2 separate regions of the Mus musculus genome follow, and region 1 is linked to region 2. The links are chromatin contacts, called in public Hi-C maps. All regions are on one chromosome and are shown on one strand. Each heading gives the region's core, a stretch centred on a gene start, on an enhancer-like site or on the middle of the called end of the contact. The rest is flanking DNA. Distances are from core to core; before and after follow the strand shown. Region 1 holds the start of Ccdc110 (coiled-coil domain containing 110). Region 2 has its middle 11 kb from the start of Gm51530.

Evidence for each region. Hi-C and Micro-C count contacts between places; a contact is called where the count stands out from the background.
Region 1: a contact with region 2 is called in a Hi-C map of rod photoreceptor, with 3 times the contacts expected there. The contact joins the promoter of Ccdc110 here to the enhancer-like site in region 2. A contact is called at or near these places in 9 of 39 promoter capture datasets (the 3T3-L1 cell line, the C10 cell line, HPC-7-derived erythroid cells and 6 more), 1 of 15 datasets of contacts at CTCF or cohesin (the NIH/3T3 cell line), 15 of 484 Hi-C or Micro-C datasets (the AML12 cell line, CD4 T cells, the HL-1 cell line and 10 more), 11 of 115 datasets of contacts at active chromatin or transcription factors (a beta-TC-6 cell line, cardiomyocytes, embryonic stem cells and 6 more) and 3 of 9 other capture datasets (adipose tissue, liver and pancreatic islet).

Annotation. Positions count from the first base shown.
Region 1 is chr8:45,930,817-45,936,660 of GRCm38.p6, forward strand. It overlaps Ccdc110 (coiled-coil domain containing 110), which reads left to right and starts at 3,803. Exons shown (of 7, transcript NM_001033246.3): 1 at 3,803-3,898; 2 at 4,202-4,348. The coding sequence starts at 3,889.
Region 2 is chr8:45,831,727-45,837,700 of GRCm38.p6, forward strand. No RefSeq gene overlaps it. Among named protein-coding and RNA genes, the nearest start is that of Gm51530, 11 kb to the right of the region's middle. Within about 2 kb of position 2,490, at least 4 of the 459 cell types and tissues checked have an H3K27ac peak or open chromatin away from gene starts, as enhancers often do. A contact at or near this core is called in rod photoreceptor, where this site is marked.

The DNA.
Region 1 (5,844 bases), core at 2,553-5,052, 100 kb after region 2:
AAACCAAGATTCTAACTACTACAGGGGATGCTTCAGTAAATACGCACTGGGCACTGACAAGCAAGAAATGCTGAGCACCTGACATGAAGTCACGTTACTATTCCCGTCTGCTCCCAGGGCTCTTCAAAGCTCATGAGAGTGCTTCCTGTGATTGATCTGGAAAACCAAGCACCTTCAAAGTGGGAAACATTATTGCAATTACTTTTAGATTGGGAGATTATTATCAATCATTTTCATTTGATTACTTGATGAACAACCTAACACAAAATCGGAGGCCATTCTACCTGCCTCTGCCTCTCTGCCTCTGCCTCTGCCTCTGCCTCTCTGCCTCTGCCTCTGCCTTTCTGCCTCTCTGCCTCTGCCTCTGCCTCTGCCTCTGCCTCTGCCTCTGCCTCTGCCTCTGCCTCTGCCTCTGCCTCTCTGCCTCTGCCTCTTTGCCTCTGCCTCTCTGCCTCTGCCTCTCTGCCTCTGCCTCTCTGCCTCTCTGCCTCTCTGCCTCTCTGCCTCTCTGCCTCTCTGCCTCTCTGCCTCTCTGGCTCTCCTCTGCCTCTCTGGCTCTCCTCTGCCTCTCTGCCTCTCTGCCTCTCTGCCTCTCTGCCTCCTGCCTCCTGCCTCCTGCCTCCTGCCTCCTGCCTCCTGCCTCCTGCCTCTGCCTCTGCCTCTGCCTCTGCCTCTGCCTCTGCCTCTGCCTCTGCCTCTGCCTCTGCCTCTGCCTCTGCCTCTGCCTCTGCCTCTGAGCTGGGATTAAAGGCATGTGCCACCACTGTGTGGCCTTTTTTAAAATTTATTTTTCCAGCTTTCAATAGACAGAATTAGATTGGAATTAACTCTGCTGGCAACTTAGTGGGGACTGTAGAGATGATTTCATCACGTTTTCAAGCTGTAGAATTTACTTCTATAATCCACCAAAGACTTCCTAAATCAATGTCATGAGCTTCTCTTCTCCATCAAAACACAAGTGTTGCGGTAAATCTCTCCAACCTAATTATGCCCTGGCAATAAAAACACGACACAGTTAATATGATTACATACTGTGCACTTAGATTGGGCAGATCTACCACTACACTACCATCTTCCACAGCGTATGAGACCCCTTAGAACTTGCAGTTTCTCTGGGCCATGTGCTTCTGCTCCGCTTTTCTTTGTCTTTCTCCTCCTCTGTATCCTCTCCCTCTTCCATTTTCTCCTTCTTCTCTCTCCCACCTTCTACTCCACCTTCCCTTTTATCTGCCCAATTATCAGCTCTCCTTTATTTTGCAAATTAAGGTGGGAAGCAGGTTTACAGGAAATCACTTGAGTGCTGACTCATTCCTTGTTCACAACCCCTCAGAGGAGAACAGATTTAACATCAAATATAATTAGTCCCAGGGCTATCCACAACATACAAGCCTTAGTTTAAAGAAAAATTTAAAAAACTGTCATACTGGTATGTCCTCAGAGCGAGTTGGTAAATCTCACACTATTGTAGATTCCATCCATGCTTAGTGATAGCCCTTTAATCCCAGGTTTAAAAAAAGATCTCATGAAGCTGGAAACCCCAGACATCTTATAGTCTGATATGAAGTTGCTAAGAATAGACCTGAAAGCTTGTTTTGTGCAATGCTCTTGAGTTTGTTCCAAATTCTGAACCTGCAGCTGTTAGTTAACAGGTAAAAGTAGATTTTTCTAAGAGGAAAATTGGTTTTGAAGTAAAAGGATTTTGAAGTGTTATGACTTTTGGCTTTAAAAAAATGATAATGTTGATTTTAATCCCCATAAGAAAGGACTTTACAATTAAAAAGTCAGGCTTTTATAAAACAGTTGTGGGGATGATCAAAATATTTGGCCAGAGAAGCCATAGCCTGACAAAATACACTTTTCTGTCTATTGATATGAGAATGAATTAGAGAAACTGTCACCGACCAAGCCAGGAAAATTTGAGCATTCATATAAGTAATCTTAGCAACAGAATAAAATCCATTGCTAACTAGTAAATAATATAAGAAACAGTGATCCATACAGAGATAATTATAGGTAAACTAGAAAACCAAAAGCTTGTGATGAATGGAGTTATTGTATAAGCCAAAATATTTTATGCAAACTATTTCTTAATCAAAAAAGAACAAAGGTTTAATATCTATGGTAGAGATTAGTTAGTCACCAAATGAACACCACACTGATGCTGTAGACCACAATCCTGTGCCACCCGAGAGACTACAATGAGGACCAACAGCCATTATGCCCCCCTGACAAGAGTGCATGGCCTGATCTACCACTAGGAAACACCCACAAAAGACACAAAAACATTTTACAGAATAATTGGTCTAGAATGTTCTAAAATGTTAAGGCCGTAGGAGTTCAAGATAAATCAAACTGATCAGATTAAAATGCATTAAATAAACAGATCATGGCAACTGGATGTAATGCCAGCCTTTAGGCTGGGACCTATGGCTACCCAGGGCATTACTGCAAGAATGTCAGTGATGCCTGGAAGCTATAGGGTGACTATGCATCAGCACTAATCTTGAATATTAACAGTGTATTGTGCTTCTTTTCAGTATTCTTATAAAATACACACCCAAATGTTCAGGAGAGATGGGATGAAGTCAGCAATTTGCTCTTAATAGTCCAGGAGGACAGGCAGATAGTTGGCGAATGGCTTACCACACAAGCATGAGAACCTGAGTTTGATGTCCACGGTAAAAGGCCAGGGGCAACATGGTGCACATGTCTGTCGCCCTTTGTCCACATTGAGGATCCCTTTGGGCTCACTGACCAAACAATAGAGACTGTCTGTGAGCTCCAGGCGCAGCAAAATACTCTGCTCCAAAAACTTTAGGTGGATCTCAATAAATAAATACAGCATAAGTCTCTGACTTCCACACTCATGTACACACACACACACACACAAACACATACATACATACCTGCATGCACACACACACACACACATACAACACACACACACACACAAAACAAATTAATAAATCTTTAAAACTTAAACCTTTTCTACTAAAGGTCATTTTTCTGATAGATTAACTGAGAAGTTATCCTAAAATAAAAGTAGATTTCTGCTGAGACCAGTGCACAGATTAAAATTGAGGTTAACATTGCAAACACTTATCATTTTGTTTTACAGTCTATGCCAACTGTTGTGACTTAGTCATCTCATGAAAATCTCCAGGTGATTTCTATGTAATAGCCAATACTCACCGTCACCATCCACAAATTAGAGTTGTCACATAATATTTCATTGTTACATTAATACCCAGCATTTGATGAACTATATTATTTTCTTTAGAATAGTGGTTTAACAGATGTATTAGGCTGAAAAATTTAAATGTATTAAAGCTGTCCAATGCGACCAAAAAAAAAAAAAAAAAGACTGTCGAGTCTTGTAAAAACCATTGCTCCAGAAAATAAGAAATTATAGCTCATGAACATTAAACCATCATGCCTCTTCCCTGAAAGTAAGCCAGGTGTAATTTATTAAGTAATAAATTATTACATCATAGTGGCTGTCAATTCCTACTCACAGTGATTTAAAATTCAGTTCTCAATGACTGTATATTCTATCTGAGATAACTGATTTTGCAAAAATAAGTCATATGTATTTATTGAAAACTTTTACTTAAAAGCTCGTGTTTTCTAACCAGTCACTCAAGCTCTGCTTCCCGGGGAAGCACCCGCCTTTTTCAAGTGTTTTATCAAGTGTACAGGAAAATCAGTGCACTTCATATAAATGAAAACCAATCACATCGTCTGCATCAGCTCCGGAAAAGGGTGGGGGTGGGCAGGGCTCCCCCCCCCCCCGACCTCCGTTACTAGGCAACGGGATGCTGCGGCTAGAAGCGGCAGAGCTGAATGCTTGGGGCAAGGCAGTTGGTGGAGAGATCTTAAGCGACAGAAATGAGCCCCGGTAAGAACGATCCGGGAGGCTGTCCTCTAGAGGGAGGCTCTGGGAAATGGAGGATAGTGGAACCACACCCATGTCCCTTCATCCCAAAGCCTCCGGAGTTTTCCGGATGGGTCTGGTGTGCGTTATCTTCCCGACCTCAAATCCCCTGCTCAGTGAGAAAGCACTCGCCTGCCCCCTGGCGGGATGCCGCCTTCACCCCTATTTGCAGAGTTGACATCTCTACCTGATCATAGCGCGCCCTCTGGTGGCCACAGAGGGCGTGGGCGACCCGAATGTCCGTGCCTCGCTTCTTCACCTTCCCAGGCTACCTTCCAGCTCCAAAAGCTGTGCTCGGGTCTGTTCCAGAGAAGCACCTCGCGGAAGAAGATGAAGTTGACTCCATTCTCCTTTCAGCATCCAAGATCCTGAATTCCTCTGAGGGGGTAAAGGAAAGCGGGGGCAATGAACCAGGTAAAATCTACGTTTTTGCAGTAAATATTGGTGGGAAATGAGCTATAGCATGGGGAGGATATTTGAAAGAATTCAAACAGCCACGAGTTCCGATAAACAAAGACTCAGATGTGTAGAGTAACTTGAGGACCACAGAACACTGCCATTGGGATCTCACTTCCTGAAGAGAAGCCCAAAGGGACAGCACCCCTCTCACATGGGTGCACAGTGGGACATCAAGAGAAGGAGCCAGGACTTATGAGCAAAGGTGGCTTTTAGATTGATGGGTGGGACCCCAATCGTGAGTTCCCCAGGTGAGGCAGAGAGAATTGATGGAGTAGACATGGGACTGGGTTCCTTTTCACACGTTAGCCAATGCAAGGCCACACCTCCCCTGATAAAAGTCAACTTGATTGAAGATGGAGAACATGGAGGATGAGTAGACCATCGCTTTCTGTATTCCTCTGTTACCAGGCATGAAGACCTGTAATCTTCCCTGAGGAACCAGCAAAGTGGGGCAGGGTAACGAGACTAAATACCATCACAGATGGTTAAAGACATTTAAATAGCCTAGTATTTACCCCTGCGCTCAACAAAGGTCAGAAAAGCTGGAGTCGCCTCAATACGGCAAGCGCATGTGTGTTGCACTTAGAGGCTGAGGAGATGGTTTCAGGAGTGAAGTTCTTACTGGGCAAACATCAGCTCGAATCCCCTGTAAAGGTCAGACTCAGGGGAGACAGAATCCGGGAAGCCATGGACCATTTAGCCTCATGAACACAGCAGCAAATAAGAAGAGTTCACCTCAAACACAGTAGATGACTGATACTCCTGTGATACTCCACAGCATGACTTATACAAATAAGAGCAGCTAGTTAACTAACTAACATAACTAACCTTAACTTGTCAGGATGCGTATGAGGGGTACCTTCTGGTTGGTTCTGGCCCTCCTTTTCTGCTTCTGAGCCTCCATCCATTTGCTCAACTGCAAGCATTTTGAAGAACCTGCTGTATCAGGCCCTGATCTAGGAGTTGGGCATCTGTAATTATCAATGACAGTTGTCACTTTGACAGAAGCTAGAATCCCTCGGGTAATGAACCTCTGAGCCTGCCTGTAGGGGATCATATGGCTTTCAATGGCTGAGGTGGGAAGAGCTGCCCACTGTGGGTGGCACCATTCCTTGGCTGTGGTCTACACAGCTTAAATGGAGAAAGGAAGCTGAGCACCCACATGAACTCATTCTTTGCTCTCTGTTTATTTACTGTGTATGCAACTCAGCTATCTGTCCCATTGTAATTCACCCTGAAAGAATAGCCTGTACTCTTGAGCTATAATGCTGAGTTAAATCCCTTCCCACATAGGTTTCTTTTGTCAGAGTATTTTATAGTAGAACAGAAAACAAACTAAGACAGGATCCAAGACTATATATACAAGCTTTCATTTAGCTTATCTGTCAGCAGGAGAGCAGACATTGTTTACAAGGTAGCAGCCATTCCTATGGGGAAAGAGAAGGCAGAAG
Region 2 (5,974 bases), core at 1,240-3,739:
GAGGCTTGACAAAATGGGAGCTAAAGGATGCCTCGAGGTAAACATCCATCTCTTCAGAATGTCTTAGAGGAGGGCCAAGTCCAAGAATCAAAGTGCCAGCAGATTTGACGTCTGGGTGGGCACCCTTTCTCAAGGATGGCCGTCTCCTTCCTGTGTCCTCCCTTGGAGGAAAAAGGGAACCCTTGCTACCAATCCCATTCCTAATATCTCTACTCCCATTACCCACTCAAATCCAAAAGTCCTATTTCCATATAACATCATAGTGGGGGAGGGGATTAACATGAATCTGACTGGGTGCAGGGGCATTCATACCACACCAAGGTTTACTTAGCCAGTGCTTCTTCCTTGATGACAATGCCCTCGGGGAGAACCACAGCCTATTCCCAAGTTGTCATTGCATCGCTGAGAAAAGGCACACTGAGCATGCCAAGGGCTAGGGAGATGACTCGATGGGTAAAAATCACTTGTAGGCCCAAGGAGAAGGACCTGAATTCAGATCTCTAGCATCCACGAGGCAGCATGGCTTTGTGCTACAAGTTAGGGAGGCAGGTCCCCTGGAACTCATGCAGCTTAGCCAAGTGGTGAGCGCTGAGATCCAGGTTCAGTGAGAGATTCTCTAAATAAATAAAAATAAGTAAACGAGTAAATAAATGGATGAAGCAAAGCAAACAATGACCGAGGAAGACACCTGAGCTTCCATACCAAGTGCACAAACAGGCACATGCATACACACATATATGTGCATTAATTAAAAAGATGTACGCTAAAGAGACAAAGAAGCATCAGGAAACGGGCACCTTGAGCTCTTCCCAGAATGCTGCAGGTTGTTTCAAGTTCTCTAGCTGGCCCCTTAGCCCCTGAAACTAGACTATTTGATCTCCTTTTTTGCATCCTGTGTTCTGAATCACTTGCTTATGGAAACAATCTCAAATGAACATTCAGAGGGGCCCCAAACTGGGGAGTATCAAAGTTCCATTCTGCCAGGGACAGAGGACGGCACTGGAACACTGGATCATCTATGAATGAGCCCTCTCATGAGTGCGACTTTGAGCATGTATACTATGCATATTACATATGAAGCGTTAAAATAAAGTAAAATAAAACATCGCAGGTTACTGCAAATATTATATACAAATATGACCCTGGATATCATAGAATATCTATCATCTTTACCAATGTAGACAAGGTCATAGATAAAGAAGTTAGTTAGCTCATCCAAGAAAAAAATTGACTTGGAGAAAATGCAAGGAATTGTATGTATTTTGATTGCTGGCTGGCTAGTTTTTAATCATGCCAGGGAAGACTGGTCCCTGGATGAGATGGGCCATCTATGATACACCATCAACCAGCAACACTTGTTACCATCACCATCCAAAGATGTTACCCTAGATTTGAAATAACACCATTGCTTTTACAACAGATGAACTTTTTCTCTCTCTGTCTCTCTGTCTCTGTCTCTCTCTCTCTCTTTCTCTCTCTCTCTCTCTCTCTCTCTCTCTCTCACACACACACACACACACACACACACACACACACACACACACACAAATGGTTCTCCAAGAACAAAATTTCACAGAAACTTGGCATCCTTGGCGCTCTGCCTTGACAATTCCTGGCTGAATGGGACCTGCATCTCTGCTAGAACATAGAAATATTGGCCCAGTACTGGCCCATTACTCTCTTTTTTTCCATAATTCCGAATATAAAATTCGTCCTGATAATGTAACATCAATACATCATATGAAATTCAAAGCAATAAAGCTTATGAGAAGAAGCACACATAAACACCAGTCTATTCTGATTCTGCTATGTCCTTATAGGTCACACTGGGGACATGGAGATTTCTTTATGTTTTTAACAAAAATCCCTCCACTAACTGCTCCTATACAAACTTCCCTGTTTTTATAAACCTGTTAGAGTTTCAGCGGGCATAAGTTTCCTCTAAAATTATTGGAATTTTCTCCTAGGCCTTTAGCACAAAAACTTAGCTGCTAGCACAGAAAAATGAGTGGGGACTGACAAGGTTATCTTTGCTGTATTCCTCAGGAACGCACCAGCACTATTGGGTCAAATTTGAAATTAAGTCCCTAAATTATATTCTTCTCCATTTCTACCTTTCTTTCCTTTTTTTCTGCTTACTAACGGATAATTCTCAAAATGCTTATGAATTCTAGGCCCAGTGTTATCTAGACTCCTGGCCACACAACACACATAAAATCTTGCACACATATACACATGCACACATACACTCACACACACACACACACACACATGCACACATACACTCACACACACACACTTAAGCCTTTGGTCAGCTGTCACATGATATGACAGAAAGCTTAACAGACATCTGCTCATGAATTCACAGGTCTGGTATTTCTTTCACTGTCAAAGATAAATTGCTAGACAGCTGTATTGACAACCACAGCATACTTCTCGGCCCAGATGATACACAGAAGAGATGACCTATTTTCTAAATGTAATCATGGATAATCTTCCTACTTCAGGACCCACAGTTTTTTCCCGTAAGGCTTGTCTTAAAAACAGCAACAAGGATCACCACATAAGTTTCAAACACTAAAATGTCGAGGCTTCCTTTTTTTCATGGCTGTGTGAATACTACTAATGATGTATAATTTGTGGATTGTTTTGGAATTCAGCATTTACAGACATATTTTAAGTTCGATTTTTTTTTAAACAGAAAAAGTATGAATTTCTAGCTTTACCAATACAACTCTTCTGAAGACCATTTAAAGAGTTGCTTTCAAACCTGGACTTGCTTTCTTGTTAACTGACTAAAATATCAGTTGGCTTATATAATGTGTAGAATAAAGATATTATCACGCAATGTTCATTTAAGATGTGAATGAGAGAAAACACACAAACCCACCAAACACAGTTAGCACCAAAGGGCTCGACCCCTATTCCTTCCTTTTAAGTTCCCATGTTGGCTGTTAGATCCTCTGGGCTCACTGGCCATCTTAATCAGCTAGAGCCAACACAAGATTCTTAAACATGATATTTTTGAAAAAGACTGCAATTTTTTTTTTACAGTAAACCAATCAGTTCTTAAGAAAGAATGAACACTAAAACAGAATTCAGACATAAAGAAGAAAAATTTTAAAACAAGGATGAATATTGTTCTATGGCCAGTGTCCTATGTTAATGATTGCTCTACAGAAATCTGGTCTGTAAGAGACTGCTGGAGACTAAGGGGTAATGGAGGCCAGTAACATGGAGCCCTGGATCCTGTCCTATGAGCTGTGACACTGAGATAGTTGTTAGGAGAGCCACTGGCATCCTCAGGTTAAGTGAAGAAAATTAAAGTAAGCTCTCTCCATTTCTAAACTGTTTGTGAACTCTTTGTTAGGAAAAAAAATGGAAAAAATTACCAGCTGATTAAAAGAAATGTATATTTCTCAAAACAGTTTCTCTGTATAGCCCTGGAAGTCCTGGAATTTCCATTGTAGACTAGGCTAGCCATGAATTCAGAGATCTGCCTTTCTCTGCCTCCTGAGACTGAAAGGCCATCCAGAGACTGCCCCACCTGGGAATCCATCTTATATACAGACACCAAACCAAGAAACTATTGTGGATGCCAAGAAGTGCATGCTGACAGGAACCTGATATAGCTGTCTCCTGAGGGGCTCTGCCAGTGCCTGACAAATACCATTGGCCTGAGCACAGGGACCCCAATGGAAGAGCTAGAGAAAGGACTGAAGGAGCAGAAGGGGTTTGCAGCCCCATAGGAGGAACAACAAGATGAGCCAACCAGTACCTCCAGAGCTCCCAGGGACTAAACCACCAACCAAAGAGTACACATGGAGGGACCCATGGCTCTAGCTGCATATGTAGCAGAGGATGGCCTTGTCGGTCATCAATGGGAGAAGAGGCCCTTGGTCCTGTGAAGGCTCAGTGCCCCAGTGTAGGGGAATGCCAAGACCAGGAAGTGGAAGTGGGTGGGTTGGTGAGCAGGGGGAGTGGGGAAGGGATAGGGGGTTTTCTGGAGGGGAAACCAGGAAAGGGGATAACATTTGAAATGTAAATAAAGGCCCATCGTAGTGGTGCACGCCTTTGATCCCAGCACTAGGGAGGCAGAGGCAGGCAGATTTCTGAGTTCAAGGCCAGCCTGGTCTACAAAGTGAGTTCCAGGACAGCCAGGCTATGCAGAGAAACCCTGTCTCGAAAAACCAAAAGAAAAAAGAAAAAAAAAAAGAAAAGGATAGGAAAGGAAAAAGGAAAGGAAAAAGGAAAGGAAAAAGGAAAGGAAAAAGGAAAGGAAAAAGGAAAGGAAAAAGGAAAGGAAAAAGGAAAGGAAAAAGGAAAGGAAAAAAAGGAAAGGAAAAAAGGAAAGGAAAAAGGAAAGGAAAAAGGAAAGGAAAAAGGAAAGGAAAGGAAAGGAAAGGAAAGGAAAGGAAAGGAAAGGAAAGGAAAGGGGAAAGGAAAGGAAAAGGAAAGGAAAAAGGAAAGGAGAAAGGAAAGGAGAAAAAAATAACAACTTACTCTAAGGACAAAACCTCTGCATTAAAATTAGTGACCAGAAGGGGATGTGGTGGTGGCATGTCTATAGTACCAGCAATCATGGAGTAGAGTCAGGAATAGGCAAACTCAATGCAAGCATTGCCACAATGTGAATCCTTATCGAGAGAGAGAGAGAGAGAGAGAGAGAGAGAGAGAGAGAGAGGGGGGGGGGGAAGGAGGAGGAGGAGGAGGAGGAGGAGGAAGAGGGGGAGAAAGGAAAAAAAGGGGAAGAGAAGGACAGAAGGAGAAGGAGAGGGTGGAAGGGAGGGAGGAGAAGGGGAGGAATGGAGGGAGGATGGAAGGGAGGGAGGAAGAGGGGAGGGATGGAGGAAAGAGGGAAGGGAGGGAGGGAGAACCAGAGGCCAAACTGTATAGGCTGGACTGATCCAGTACAAGCAACAAATGCCTGAATTAACATTTTTTTAAGATGAAGACTAAAGGCGCTCAAAACCTCTAAGCATCTGAATAACAGAAAAAATAAATAAATTGGTTTTTCACCAAGCTAATGTGCAAGAATTTGTCTTTAGACCATGTTTATAGAAATGGAAGTCAATAAAATACAGGAAACAAAATGTTTCCAACTAATAAAACAATTTTAAAATGTGATATATCTATTGGCCTATATATTTATGGAGAGGGAGTTACACCTTCAAATTTTAAGTTTTTACAATGCATACAATGTGCATATGTGCACAGAGCATGAAGATGTGTGTGTGTATGTGTGTGTGTTATGTGCACACGTATTTTCCAGGACTATATTACCAACAAAACATCCAACTTCATAAGTCAAAAACAGTCAAATATCAGTAATTTCATAGGTTAGGTTACAACCGAATAAATGAAAAGACCCTAAAATTTTACAAAACACAGATTTTTTTGTGACACTGCTATAGCTATATCTACAGTCATTAAAGACACATTTATTATTTTAAGTTTTTATAGTTAAGATGGACTTACTTTAATATCAAACAAAAATTAGCAAAGAAAAATATTTGTTGCATACAAGTTCTCAAAGCCTAAAAATACGTAGTTTCTTAATTCAAATCCATATTTCTAGTTAACAGAAGTTATATACAACAAACATATATACATGTTGTATTTTATTATGTATACATAATAAAATACATATATGCAACAAATATGTATGTATAATAGTAATATATAAAATGAACATATAATAATCAAAAATTTAGTGCAGCCTATAGATTTCATTATTTTTTTAAAGAAATAATCACTCATCAAAATAAAAATGCCTAATCTTCCATAGGAGGGACACTCCCCTGCTTCACTTCTTCCCAAGATGGTACGGCAGAAGGTGGGAGGCAAGTTAGCATCCTCCAGTGGGAGTGGTAGGGAAAACCTGGGCTCTTGGTCCTGATGTGCTCAACTTCTTTCTCCAGGGCTTTATCCCTTGTCTCCTGGGTGGCTTCTGGGCTTCAAAGCCTAACTGGAG